Regions from separate parts of the Hordeum vulgare genome. Here region 1 is linked to region 2. The links are chromatin contacts, called in public Hi-C maps. All regions are on one chromosome and are shown on one strand. Each heading gives the region's core, a stretch centred on a gene start, on an enhancer-like site or on the middle of the called end of the contact. The rest is flanking DNA. Distances are from core to core; before and after follow the strand shown.

What was found. A called contact is a pair of places that touch in the nucleus more often than the background predicts.
Region 1: a contact with region 2 is called in a Hi-C map of seedling, with 6 times the contacts expected there. The contact joins two enhancer-like sites. A contact is called at or near these places in 2 of 6 Hi-C or Micro-C datasets (leaf and seedling).

Annotation. Positions count from the first base shown.
Region 1 is chr5H:408,496,001-408,502,134 of MorexV3_pseudomolecules_assembly, forward strand. No RefSeq gene overlaps it. Among protein-coding and RNA genes, the nearest start is that of LOC123396787, 63 kb to the left of the region's middle. Within about 2 kb of position 1,996, at least 3 of the 3 cell types and tissues checked have open chromatin away from gene starts, as enhancers often do. A contact at or near this core is called in leaf and seedling, where this site is marked.
Region 2 is chr5H:408,336,237-408,342,379 of MorexV3_pseudomolecules_assembly, forward strand. No RefSeq gene overlaps it. Among protein-coding and RNA genes, the nearest start is that of LOC123396787, 97 kb to the right of the region's middle. Within about 2 kb of position 2,110, at least 3 of the 3 cell types and tissues checked have open chromatin away from gene starts, as enhancers often do. A contact at or near this core is called in leaf and seedling, where this site is marked.

The DNA.
Region 1 (6,134 bases), core at 746-3,245, 160 kb after region 2:
TAAATCGGAAAGGACCGCATCTTAGTCGTTATATCGACGGTCCGAAGCAGTGGACGTCGAAATTTAGGCGAGGTCGCCCGCGCGAGTCGCACGAGCCGGGCGTGAGTTACAAAGGAGTGTTATTACTAGGCCTAGAACTGTAGCCGTAGTTGCACCAGGCGTGTCTCCGTCGTCAGCCACACCCGCGGCAGGGTCTTCAATGCAGTTGTCGCGTGCCTCTCACCATCTTGCATTACTTTGGCGGACCTTACATATAGCCTTCAACATTGGCCCTTCAAGTAGTATGAACACATTATTTGGGCCGTGGCTAAATGGAGTGCATATAAATAATGCAGGCTATATTTGAATAAGGATATGTGCTTTATTCTGGTTTATATGAAACTGTAGAAATAATATCATATTTAATCGGAAAAACTTTATCAATTTTTTGCGGGTTATCTATAGAGCTACGACATGGATATATACGTGGTTGTTACTCACAACTGTGAAGTCTAGAGAGCTTATGGCTATTGGATACAACCGGTGGAAGACGGTATCACAGGCATCTTCAACTGGTCTGGATGGTGGCTAACTAATAGCCTAGGTGTTTAGTCATCTATGCTTGTTATTGTTTTAGCCGCATGTGACATTTACTTTGCTTTTACTTTAATGAGTTCATTATGTGAACGCTTTTGGATTTTACACTTGTGTGGAACCTATATTTCCGTTTGTTAATAAAATGACTGCATGCATCATCATGATACATAGACTGGAGGTGATCCTCCTTTTCTTAAACACCTTGCACTACTGAAACCACCACATCCGTAAATGTGTCGCTACCTCCAATCATTCCTCTAACCCCGGTCTCTTCTCCAGCTACCGAGACACCCATCGACGACCCTGCACTACATTGAACAAAGAACGCCGTACATTTCGGGACGAAGAGAGTCCTTTATAAGGAGTTACAAAGGGGTGTTGTTATTTGGCCTAGAACACTAGGCGTAGTTGCACCGGGCCTGTCTCCGTTGTCAGCCACACCCGCGGCAGTGTCGTTGATGCATTTGTCGCGTGCCTCTCACCACCTTACGTTGCTCAAACCACCACATGAGTAAATGTGTCGCTACCTCCAATCATTCATCTAACCCCGATCTCTTCTCCAGCTACTCAGAGGCGAAACTAGTACCAGATTACGTCTAGGGCTAAAAAACTTAAATGATGCATTCTAGTGATTCTATATATTTTGTAAGAAGGGATTACAAATGTTATTGTTTGTAGGCCTAGGCTATAGCCCCAACTGCCCTAGGCCTGTCTCCGCCACTGCAGCTACTGAGACACCCATCTACGACCCTGCACCACATCGAACAAATCAACCTTCTCCCCCGTTCATCGGTGTGGAAGTAATAAAGAGGCATTGACTATTATTAAGCTTCGAGGACGATTATATATTAAGTACAAGATTTAAAGGACAAGACGTTTCTTAAAGATAAAATGGAAATAATTATATTTAATCCTCGGCAATCTCTACTATCAAATACAGATAGTATATCTCTAACAATAGGTTCTGGATCGTTCTTGGTCAGCCTCTCGCTGCCGCTTGCCACGTGATGACACACACGAAAATCGACCGACACGGGCTGCAAATTCATGCAACTTACCAATAGCAAAAGCGAGTGCACAAACATATTACATATGTACAGTGCCTCCAAACGTTGCGTACCCTCGGACGGCCCCGAGTGGACTGCAGGTGCAGGAGCAATGCAATGCAATGCAAAGGACGATCAGCTGCTTGCACGCATGCATGTGCGCTAGCGCTACCGGTGTCGGTAGAGTACACGTACGCCTCGGCAGCTTGCCTGGTACCAAAAACCGAAGCCAATGGTTTTCCTTTTACTTGAGGAGTCCCTGGCGCATGCGGCCAACGCTCGGGTTCACGTGATGGCACGCACCATAGGCCACAGCACACGCAGCACATCCGCGCAGCTAGCGGTGCCACGGCTTGGTGCGTCGTCGATCGTTTGTCCCGTTCCCGTGATCTGTCCCGATCTCCGACGTGGCGATGCATGGCTCGAGCCTTGCTAGTTAAGCACCCTGTGAGCCATCGTTGTACCCTCTCGACTGCTTCCCTTCTCTCTCTGTGGGCGCTAACTTTGTTGGCTGCAAATGTTGACCATGGTGAGACCCCACCGCTGCCCAAATATGTCGTGAACGATCCTTGTCAGATCGTTGTACGGCTTGTTTGTCATGGAGCGCGAGGTAGCTGTAGCAGCCTAGCACACAGTATAGCTGAAGCAATCAATGCCTGCACCTGCAAGCAGAGAAGGTTGCAGTGAGAGTGAGGCCACTTAAGTTTGGATCCATCGATTCAGCTACCACTGCCCGCGGATGAATGAATCATTTGGATGGATGGGACTCCTCGGATCGACCCACCTACCAAGAATCCAAGATCTATTTTCCTTTTTTTCTTTTTTGAGGACGAATCCAAGATCGATTGTAACGTGGAAAATTAATGCCCAAGAAGTGAACCTCGTACTCTTTTGGATGCCAAAACCTGTCAGATTCGCTCCTCCCTCCCTGCATCATCGGCAGTGGGGGCGAATGGCAAGCCATGCAAATGCAAGCAAACATCGATGGGATGTACTACCTCTTGGAGACCAATGATTTGATTTAATCTGTTTTACTACTGCCAGTATCTTTTGGCACGTAGAGTAGATCCTTCGTAAGAATCGGACGCATGCATGCGTCCACCAATACCGGACGAAGCAAGTGCAGCTAGCAATACAACACAACAGGCGCAGCAATCAATCATCAGCGTCGATATTTGCCAGTAGTAAAGGCGCACTAGATTTCGCCTGATGGCGAAGCGATCCAATCTCGCACCACCATTGGGCATTGGCCAGCCCCACATCAGAAAAGAAAAGGAGGCGGTAGCAAAGCAGGCGAGTGGTGGAATCTATAGGATAATATACATTGCATGTCGATCGATACATGCTCCATGTCTCCTGTTTCTTTTACCATTTGAGGATAATATCTGTGCATGCACCGGAGGCGAGCCCCCATGAAAGGGAGGCGCCACCACTTGCGCGCTGCGTGCGGCCCCGAGAAGCCAAAGGGTGGGAATCTACTGCAAGGAACACGCGTGATGATGATGATGATGATGTGCCTGCCTCTTCGGCGAGGAGTTGGATTCCACATTGGGGATGGCGACCCTAGAATGCCTGCAATTTTCTTTTGCGGCCCGTTTGGAAAGATGATGGTGTGTGTGTGTATGTAGTGGAGGGTGAATTTGGATGGGTTTTGGTTGGCCCATGGGTGCTCGATGCCGACCTGGATATTTTAGATGGTGAAATTGGACTGCCGCATTGTTTATATCCGTGCGAAACACAGAGATGCATATATCTGCTGTGGTTTCTGAGAGGACATCGACGGCATGTTTGGCAATTTCCTTGGAGGTTTGGATGGACCTGAAAATGATCCAAGATCAAGAGAGCGATGGATGCTCATCCGACTGGACTGGGACCGGTTCCTGTTCGTCCAAACAATGCCTTTGGCAATGCATGGATGATAACTGGAGCGTGCAGGTGTGCATTATCTTGCATCGGATGAGCATCGGATGCAACGGGTCCCGGTTCATGGAGATCGCTTGTTTCCAGGGAGTTCATGAGGGAAATGCATCATCCATGTGTAGGGTTGATCGGTAGGGGCCGAGGTGATCCCCTTTTCAAAAGAAAACAAAAGAAGGACGATCATGCGTTCACTGTTAACTGACGGGAAAGCGGCGTACATACAAATCCATCCATCCATCCAACTCCTTGCCCAATCGTTCTATCCATCTTCTGAACATATAATCGCCAAAAGGGACCATTTACAGATGTAGTCTAGGACCCTACGAACGAAGGGAAAGCCTATCAGTTGTCACCAAGTCTTTATCTTCAAGTAATTATCATCAAGATAAACATGCCATGGTCACGGATAGATAGTTAACCTAAAGTTTGAGAGGACAAGCAGATGGGCCAACACATATGTAGGTGGCTAGGTGGATCTAATCAAGGTGGCCCTTCAACCTTCATCATAGCAAATCATGCATCTATGATGGTGTGTTAATTTGAGTGCGCTGGTTTGCCTTTACGTAACATTGCATATATTCTTTTTCCGGGGAAGTAACGTCGCTCATAGAACAGCTAAAAAAAACGTTGCATATAGTAGTATCTTTCGTCTTTCGTCTTTGTTCCATGAATCTGGTTTCCTTCAGACGAGGAAGGCGGGTATATAAATTTTCTTTTAGATAAGGTCCACCCACAATCACTCATAACGAAACCAGGTCCACAAAACACACTCTTATATTATGAGACGGCGGGAGTACCATATGCGATTTTACGATTATGACAATACAACCAGTACTCAACGCAAAAAAATGAGAATTCAACTAAATGCTAGAACAAGTTTGAGCCCTCGGACTTGCAAAACGAGGGTGAGCAAGCTGCATTGGAACCGGGAGCGGCGACTACGCAGACGGCAGCTTTGGGGCTACATACTGATGGGCGTGCAGAGATGGAAGCGATGCAATGATGTTGGAAGCAAGAATTGTTGAAAATAATGAAGATGGTGCCAAAGTGTCCTCTTCTTCCCAGCAAAAAATCTGAACTATTTTTTGATAAACATTGACAAAAGTTTTAAGTGCTTGCAAAAATTTGCCATGAATCATATTACTATAAGGCATAAAAAAACAAATTCAGTGCTTCAAAATACTTTTGAAAGTGGCATTTTCAGAGTATTGATTTTTTTGCCGTGCCTTTTAGGAATGTGATTCTATGACGATTTTGTGCAAGGACTTAATACTTTTCTCAATGTTTATCACAAAATCAGTTTTTTTTATTTACAGTTCACCCAAGCTCATTTGAGCTCGGGCTCAAAAACTCTACGTCCATGTAACGACCCGATCCGATAAGAATCGGAATCTATGTGCTTACTGTGCTAGTCCCTGGATCAACTTGCTAGCACACACAATACTCAATGAAATAACATAAATAAGACACATCTTTGTTACAACAGTAGTTCAGGAATAAAGTACTTATTATAGTAGTGTGGCAGAAGGCCAAATAAAACAAAATACTACGAAAGCAAAGAAGTGTAACGAGTTCATCAACTCCACAAGCAAAAGTTGAGTGTAGAACATCGATCTATCACACCTTAATCCTCGTCGGATAATTCTGCAACATGATAGGTTACAGCCGCGTAGGTCAGTACATGGTATGTACTGGCAAGTCACATCATAAGAGAATAATGAGCCTACTTGTACATGCAATTTAGCTGGTGGAAAACTCTAAGTTTAGTTTTGCGTAAAGCTGGTATTTCCTTAACAAAAATAATTATTCTACCTCTACAAATATCATAAGACTGAGATGCAAACACCAACTCACTCCATTCCCAAAGTTGTCTCAATACCCACTTGATTAAATTAAGAGTGGTGAGATCTCCGGGGCATTTCCACTACTAAAACTCAAGTTGTCTGTAATCGGGGACACGGCTAATCGATTAGATTGACACTCTCGAGAGGTTGCACAGTTTTCCCCACAAGACTCGACCACATCCTTGATCGGAAGATCGAGACATAGTTTTTCGAAAGTATTTCCCCTAACCCATGGATTGGCCGGTACACCTACATCATCTACATATGCTAGCCTATCCTAGAAGAGGTCATACCATCTACTCAACTAAGCCAGAGCACATATTGGCTTGTGGCTGCACACGCAAGCTTATAGACATGAAAACACGTTTGACCCCTTTGAGCCTGGGCGGACAGACCACTAGTGTACACTCACATGGATTCCCCATGGATGCTCCCATTGTACTTCGACACCATTCAAACCAATTTCCGCCTAGGTATTTCATTAGAAGTATTGGTCCCGACTACTACTTTTCCACTCATGTCTCAATGTGAAAACCCTCCCCAATCCACATCTATGGTGGCGACAAGGTTTGTATGGGTCAGACCTACCTCATGTGAACTACTAGGTGCAAGGGTAGCCATCCCGCAAAGTTTCCTACCATGAAATCCTACCACAAAAGGACTATGTGCATATAAAAACATAGGTAAAAACATGTATGATCAAGATGTAGACTTACCTTGGCAGTGGGAGTGAAGTTCTAGACAATGA
Region 2 (6,143 bases), core at 860-3,359:
ATTAAAAAATGTTGATCGTATAAAATATAAATATTTATCATATACTAGAAAAATTCAATGTGTATTTGAATGATGATCGCTGTGTGTAGAAAACATTAGTGATTATTCAAAGAAAAATTCATCGTGTATTAAAAATTGTTCAGCCTGTACTAATATAAGAAATAGAAAAAGGAAAATAAAGAACTAAAAAAGACAACCAAAACAAGCATGAAAGAACAGAAAAAATGAAAGGAAAATGAAAATCAAACAATAAAGCAACACTAAGTAAATGAAAAAAAATCAATACAGGAAATAAATGCACATTGCGAGCTGCCCAAAGTTGGTAGGCTCAGTTGTGGGGAAAATCCTATTTGACGCCACAGTACATGAACTTTTTGCAAACAGATGGCTGCAGCCGTCTTTGCTGGGCTCGATTTGTTTCGTCCGTCGCGTGTATTTAAATTGCAGAAAGCCCGCTGCTAGAGATGGGATTCGAACGCGGAATCTCTTCAACCAGGTCGAGCCGTGGTAACCAGCCGCCAAGGACACCTGATGCGCTTACTTCCATCATTTTTTTAACTTGTCATCTTTTCTTTCGTTTCTTCTGTTTTTCATTTTTTCCATTTCATTTTCTTCTTTTTCTGTTTTATTTTTATTTTTTCTTCTTACTCATTCGATGATTTTTTGTCACATTTTTTTAAAAATTGATGGACTTTTTCAAATTTGGTCGAAAAAATCAATTCAATGACCTTTTTTCAGATTCCACAAAATTTGTACTCAAATTTAAGATTTTTTTTCCAAACACGATGAACTTTTTACAGATCCAATGAAGTTTAATAAAAATTATTTGAACTTTTTTCAATATTGACGAATATTACTATCAAATATATGAAACTTTTTTCTAAATTGATGAATTATTTTTCAAACTTGATGAACTTTTTTGTTAAAGTCATTTAACCTTTTTCCAAAATTGATAGATTCTTTTATTTTCAAAATTAATGACCTTTTTTTCGTAATATGTGAACTTTTTCAAATTTGATTAACTTTTTCCAAATTCTTGAAGTAATTTTCAATATCCATGAACATTTTAAAAAATTGTGAACGTTTTGTTTAGACCATGGTGAAAATTTTCAAATTCGTGAAATTTCTTTTCAAATTTATAAGACATTTTTTGCTTTTATGAACTTTTTGTGTTCAGTTTTTTTTTTATAGAAAATTCAACTCTGAAACTGAGCCGGCCCAATTGGCAGGGTGCATGGGCACCGGCTACGAGCTCCCCACTTGTGGGCGCTATAGGCGTCGCGAGGCATCCTATTTGTAGTGCCCACTTGTGGTCGGCCGCGGGTGACCTTACATGCAGTCCCTCGCACGCTAGGCGTTCGTATGATCCAGCCCATTTTTCGGGTATTTTCCTTTTTCCTTTTTGTGTTTTTTCTTCATCCATCTCGTTCCTCTTTTTTCTTATTTACTTTGTTTTTATAAAAACGATTTTCCTTTCCAAATTTGCAAACATTGTTGTTCTCATCAAATTAAAAAATGGTCATCAATGTAAAAACAATGTTCAACAATTTAGAAAATTGATCTAAGTTATTTTTTGTTCATCAGATTGAACAAATGTTCATCAAAATATAAAATCTTGTTCATTGAGTTAAAAAATGTTCACAAACCCGGAATTGGTTGATTTATTTCAACGTTCTTTACCAAATTCAAAAAAAATTCACTGAATTCAAAAAACTTCTTCTAGTTTTTAAACAAATATTCTTGAATACAAATTTTACTTATAAATTCCAAGAATGTTTATCAAACTCAAAAAAGAATCATTAAATACAAAACAATGTTCATCATTATTAAAAAATGATCATAAAATTAATTTTCTAAATAATACTTTGTTCATTAAAATAAAAAAATGTTCACCCCTTTTCAAATAGTGAACTTCTTAAAATTCAAGAACATTTTTTGACAATTTACATTTTTCGAAATTTTATAACATTTTTGTAATCCAGATTATTTTTAAGATTGAATAAAATAAAAACAGGAAATCAAAAAAGGGAAAGTAAAGATGGAAAAAAAATAAGGGACCGTCTAGGCCCGCAAATGGGCCGGCCAAACTAACACGCCACGGGATGGGAGGGTGCGCATTCGCAATGACTCATGTCGACCATACCATATAAGTCCGAGGTGTCGCTACGCCTCAAGTGCCAGATCCGTTTTGTAGTAAAGATGATGTTTCTTAAATTTTACGGGCCAGGCCACACTCTACCTCGACGGCTTGAAAACTGTATGTTTCCCTAGTAAGTTGTAGGTGGGCAAGTCTATGTCTTGTATGTCATGATATGGAAGTCAAGCTCGCACCGGTAGTGAGCTGGCCTAGTAACCATGTGTTTTCATCATGCTGATGTTACACATATTTGTGTTCCATTTTAAATTATGAAAAATACTAAATACACATGTGATGGGTTAATCACATGTTTTAAACATAACATTTAGTTCAAAAAAAGTTTAGGTTTTAGAAAATGTTTGTACCATTTAAGAGAAATGTATATAACATTTAAAAAATATTCGCAAGTTTCAAAATTTTACATAACATTCGACAAAACCTTTATACAATATAAAAATTGTTAATATAATTCAATATAAACTTCTCATATCACTAAAAAACACTCAGTACATTTATATATAAATTCCTGCATTTCAATATAAGTTACACAAGTATTTCAAAATATTTATAAAAGTTTCAATTAATGTATTAAAAAAATTGTAACATTCAAAAGTTGGTTTCAACGTCTCTTAAAAAATATTTAACATGTATTCTATGTTCAGATGGGATGCTTCATCAACATCAACTTTAATTCAACATGGTCCATGGAGGATCGACCATGAAGGTCGATGGCTCAACATCGACATAGCATGTGTGTGACGTGCCGAATTTTCTACGCAACATACCCATTTCATTGTTGCCACCTTCTCGGGCATCATTTTGATGATTCCTCGAGACGGATTGTGCCAAATTAAGTCGACAACAACCCTGTAAAATTTCAGTTTGATCCAATATGCGAGTCTTCGACAATATCTGTGATACTAATGCCCTAACGAACCTGGACAGAAAATCCACACAAGCTTGGAAGAACGTGTCAGCGGCCAACTCCGACATCCTTTGTAAGATCCAACTGTTGTTCCCATGCAGATTGGTATTTTTAATAACCCTTGAAAAATTTGGAATGGTCTGACCATTCAAACTCGAGGACGAGCCCAAAGAGTGCACTAAGGTCAATTAGCTCACGGTTGTCACCAAAAAAATGGCCGCCCCTACCGGAGGCCCTGCCACCTTTTGCCCATACGACGTTGTGTAGAACAAAGACGCATAGTCCGTCGTCCCGGTGGTTTGCTCTACATCAAGAAACTAGAGGTAGCTGCTACTTGTGATGGTGTTAGAATTTTTTTTTCGAAGAGAAAGGATGATGTAATATAGTAGCCGAAAGTATTTACCCTACTTAAGAACCAAGATTTATTGAACCAATAGAAGATCACACAAACGAATGATCCACGATACTCGCACACACACAAATAAATACTTGCACGCAGTATGGATAAAGGATTGTCAATCCCCTTATACTCATTAACTGCAATGATTAATTATGAGTATACTTTTAGAGTTCTAGTAAATATACAAAGTGAGTCAACCCGGGGGAGCATAGCTTTCACTAGAGGCATCTCTCTCATTGGCATTATAAGGTGGGTAGACAAATTACTGCTAGACAATTGATAGAATAGCAAATGATTACCACAATATTCATGTCATGATCAATATATAGGCAATATGTCCGTGACGATTAGACCGAAACGATTCTGCATCTACACTATACATCATGTATCTATGGAATTAAGTTCATAATACAAAAAGCAATGCTTAGAACATGATGGCATAATATAGACAAAGTAAGACGAGATAATATGTTCAAACCCCGTCGTTTTATCCTTATTAACAACTATACGAATACGTGTCTCGCTACTCCTCCTGTTATAGAGGATGATACCGCAAGGTTGAACCTATTACTATGCATCACTTTTTCTAAACATCTAATCATTAACTTGGTCAAAGAAAACTCATAGATCGGAAATCGTACATAGCTATAAAGTCATAGAAAAGACTCAATTACTTTTAGTTAACAATTTGATCATAAACTCATAATTCATCGGATCCCAACATACACGTCGCAAAAATTATGAATAGGTCACCGAAGAGATCATTGTACTGAAGATCATAGAGAGAGAGGAGAGAGGTGGAGAGAGAGTGAGAGACTAAGAGAGAGAGAGAGAGAGAGAGAGAGAGGTAGAGAGAGAGAGAGCTGCTACTACGAACCTTGAGATCTTGTGGAAACTAATCACGCATCATTGGGAAGGCAAGGTTAATGAAGACGGACTCCATATGATGGATTCCCCCTCCTGGAGAGTACCTAGAAAGCCATCAAACGAAATCGCGGTAGAACAGAGGTTTGTGGCATGCGAAAGAATTGTTTCGAGTGCTCCTCTTGGGTTTTTGGATATATGTGAATTTTTAGGAAAGACAATTGGGCAAACGGAGCAACAAGGGGCCCATAAAAGGGCAAGGCGCATCTTGCTGCCTTGTCATCTTCTCGTGAGGCTTCTGGCATCTTCCTGAAATTTCCCGGGTACACTTTTTTCTATAAAAGCAAAAAATCAAGCATAAAAGAACAACTGACACTTGACACTAAGTTAATATGGTAGTTTCAAAAAATGATATAAAATGATGTTTAAAGCATACAAGATTGTGAATATAATAGCATGAAATGATAAAATAATATAGATACGTTGGAGACGTATCAGTCGCGCTAGCTTTCACATGGACGATGTTGTGTGGCACACACACGCAGTTCGTTGTTCCTGTGGTTTGGTCTACATCAATAAACTAAAGGCCGCACCAACGCTTGTCTACACCAGGCTATCCGGTGGACATGAGCGAGTTTTCCGTAGCCCATCTGTCCGGTCTATGTCAACACGTCGGAGCTCGCACTAACGTCCAACCGAACCGCGTGGGTTTCACCGCACACGTGGCAACACGCTACATCAGCCACGCCAAACCTCACGTCAACCGGCTCGAGGGCTCCACAACATTGCTTACGGATCTAGGTGCCATCTATTTATCAGTTAATATTATTATTCTCATCTATAATAATGATAATTTTTTCTTCTAGTACAAATCTATGTATGCAAAACAATCATCCCCGAGGAGCATATGTTCCTGGAGCCGAATTGACTTTCCGTAGTACACTACTTGTTCTTGAATCGAACGTAAACCAGCCCGCCGTTCCTAAGACTCAAAGCATCTCCAACAGCTGCGCTACGTGCCGCGTTTAAAAAATGCGTTTGCCGCGTGCGCTTCGGCTGGTTTAGCGTGGGGATAGGCCCTGGCTTTAACAGCCGCGCTATAATGCAGCGCGCGCCGTTCCTGTAGTGCCCAAAAATACAGCGCGCGCACACCATTTTTTAATAAATAGATTGCATTAAAATAAAAAGGATACAAAGTTATTTTACATAGATTGCAACTAGATAGGTAGTTCGAAAACATAGATAGATAGTTCGGTGCTAGATAGTTTGAAAACATAAAACTAATCCCAGTCGTTCCAATCATCTGCACCATCATCATCGTCGTTGGTGTCGTCAGAGGTTGACAGCCAGATGTCCAACCAACGCTCATCTTCTTCAGTGAAGGACCTCCCGCCTGCATTGACGATGTCGGCCTGTGCACTCGCCAATGCCTTCCGCCGACGCCTCTCCAACCGCTCCTCGCGGCGCCGGCGCCGGGAGAGAGAGAGAGAGCGGAGCGGTGTCGCGAGGGAGCGGCAGCGCGCTGCGCTTTTATAAGCGCGCGGGACGCGGCGCCGCAAAAATGACGCGCGAGCTGCCGCCTTTTTGCGCGCGCAAGCAGTTCCCTCGCGCGCGGTTTTCCCGCCGCCGCTGGAGCGCGCCATTCTGTCCCCCGCACGCTAAAATGAATGTTTACCGCGCGCGTGCCTTTTTGCGCGGCTGTTGGAGATGCTCCTACACCGGCCCGTGGATTACCGACGCCCACACCACAAGATAACTTGATAAGCTTAGCTGATGGCCTGATCTCCTCTTTATGAAAGGACATTGCATTAGCTTTA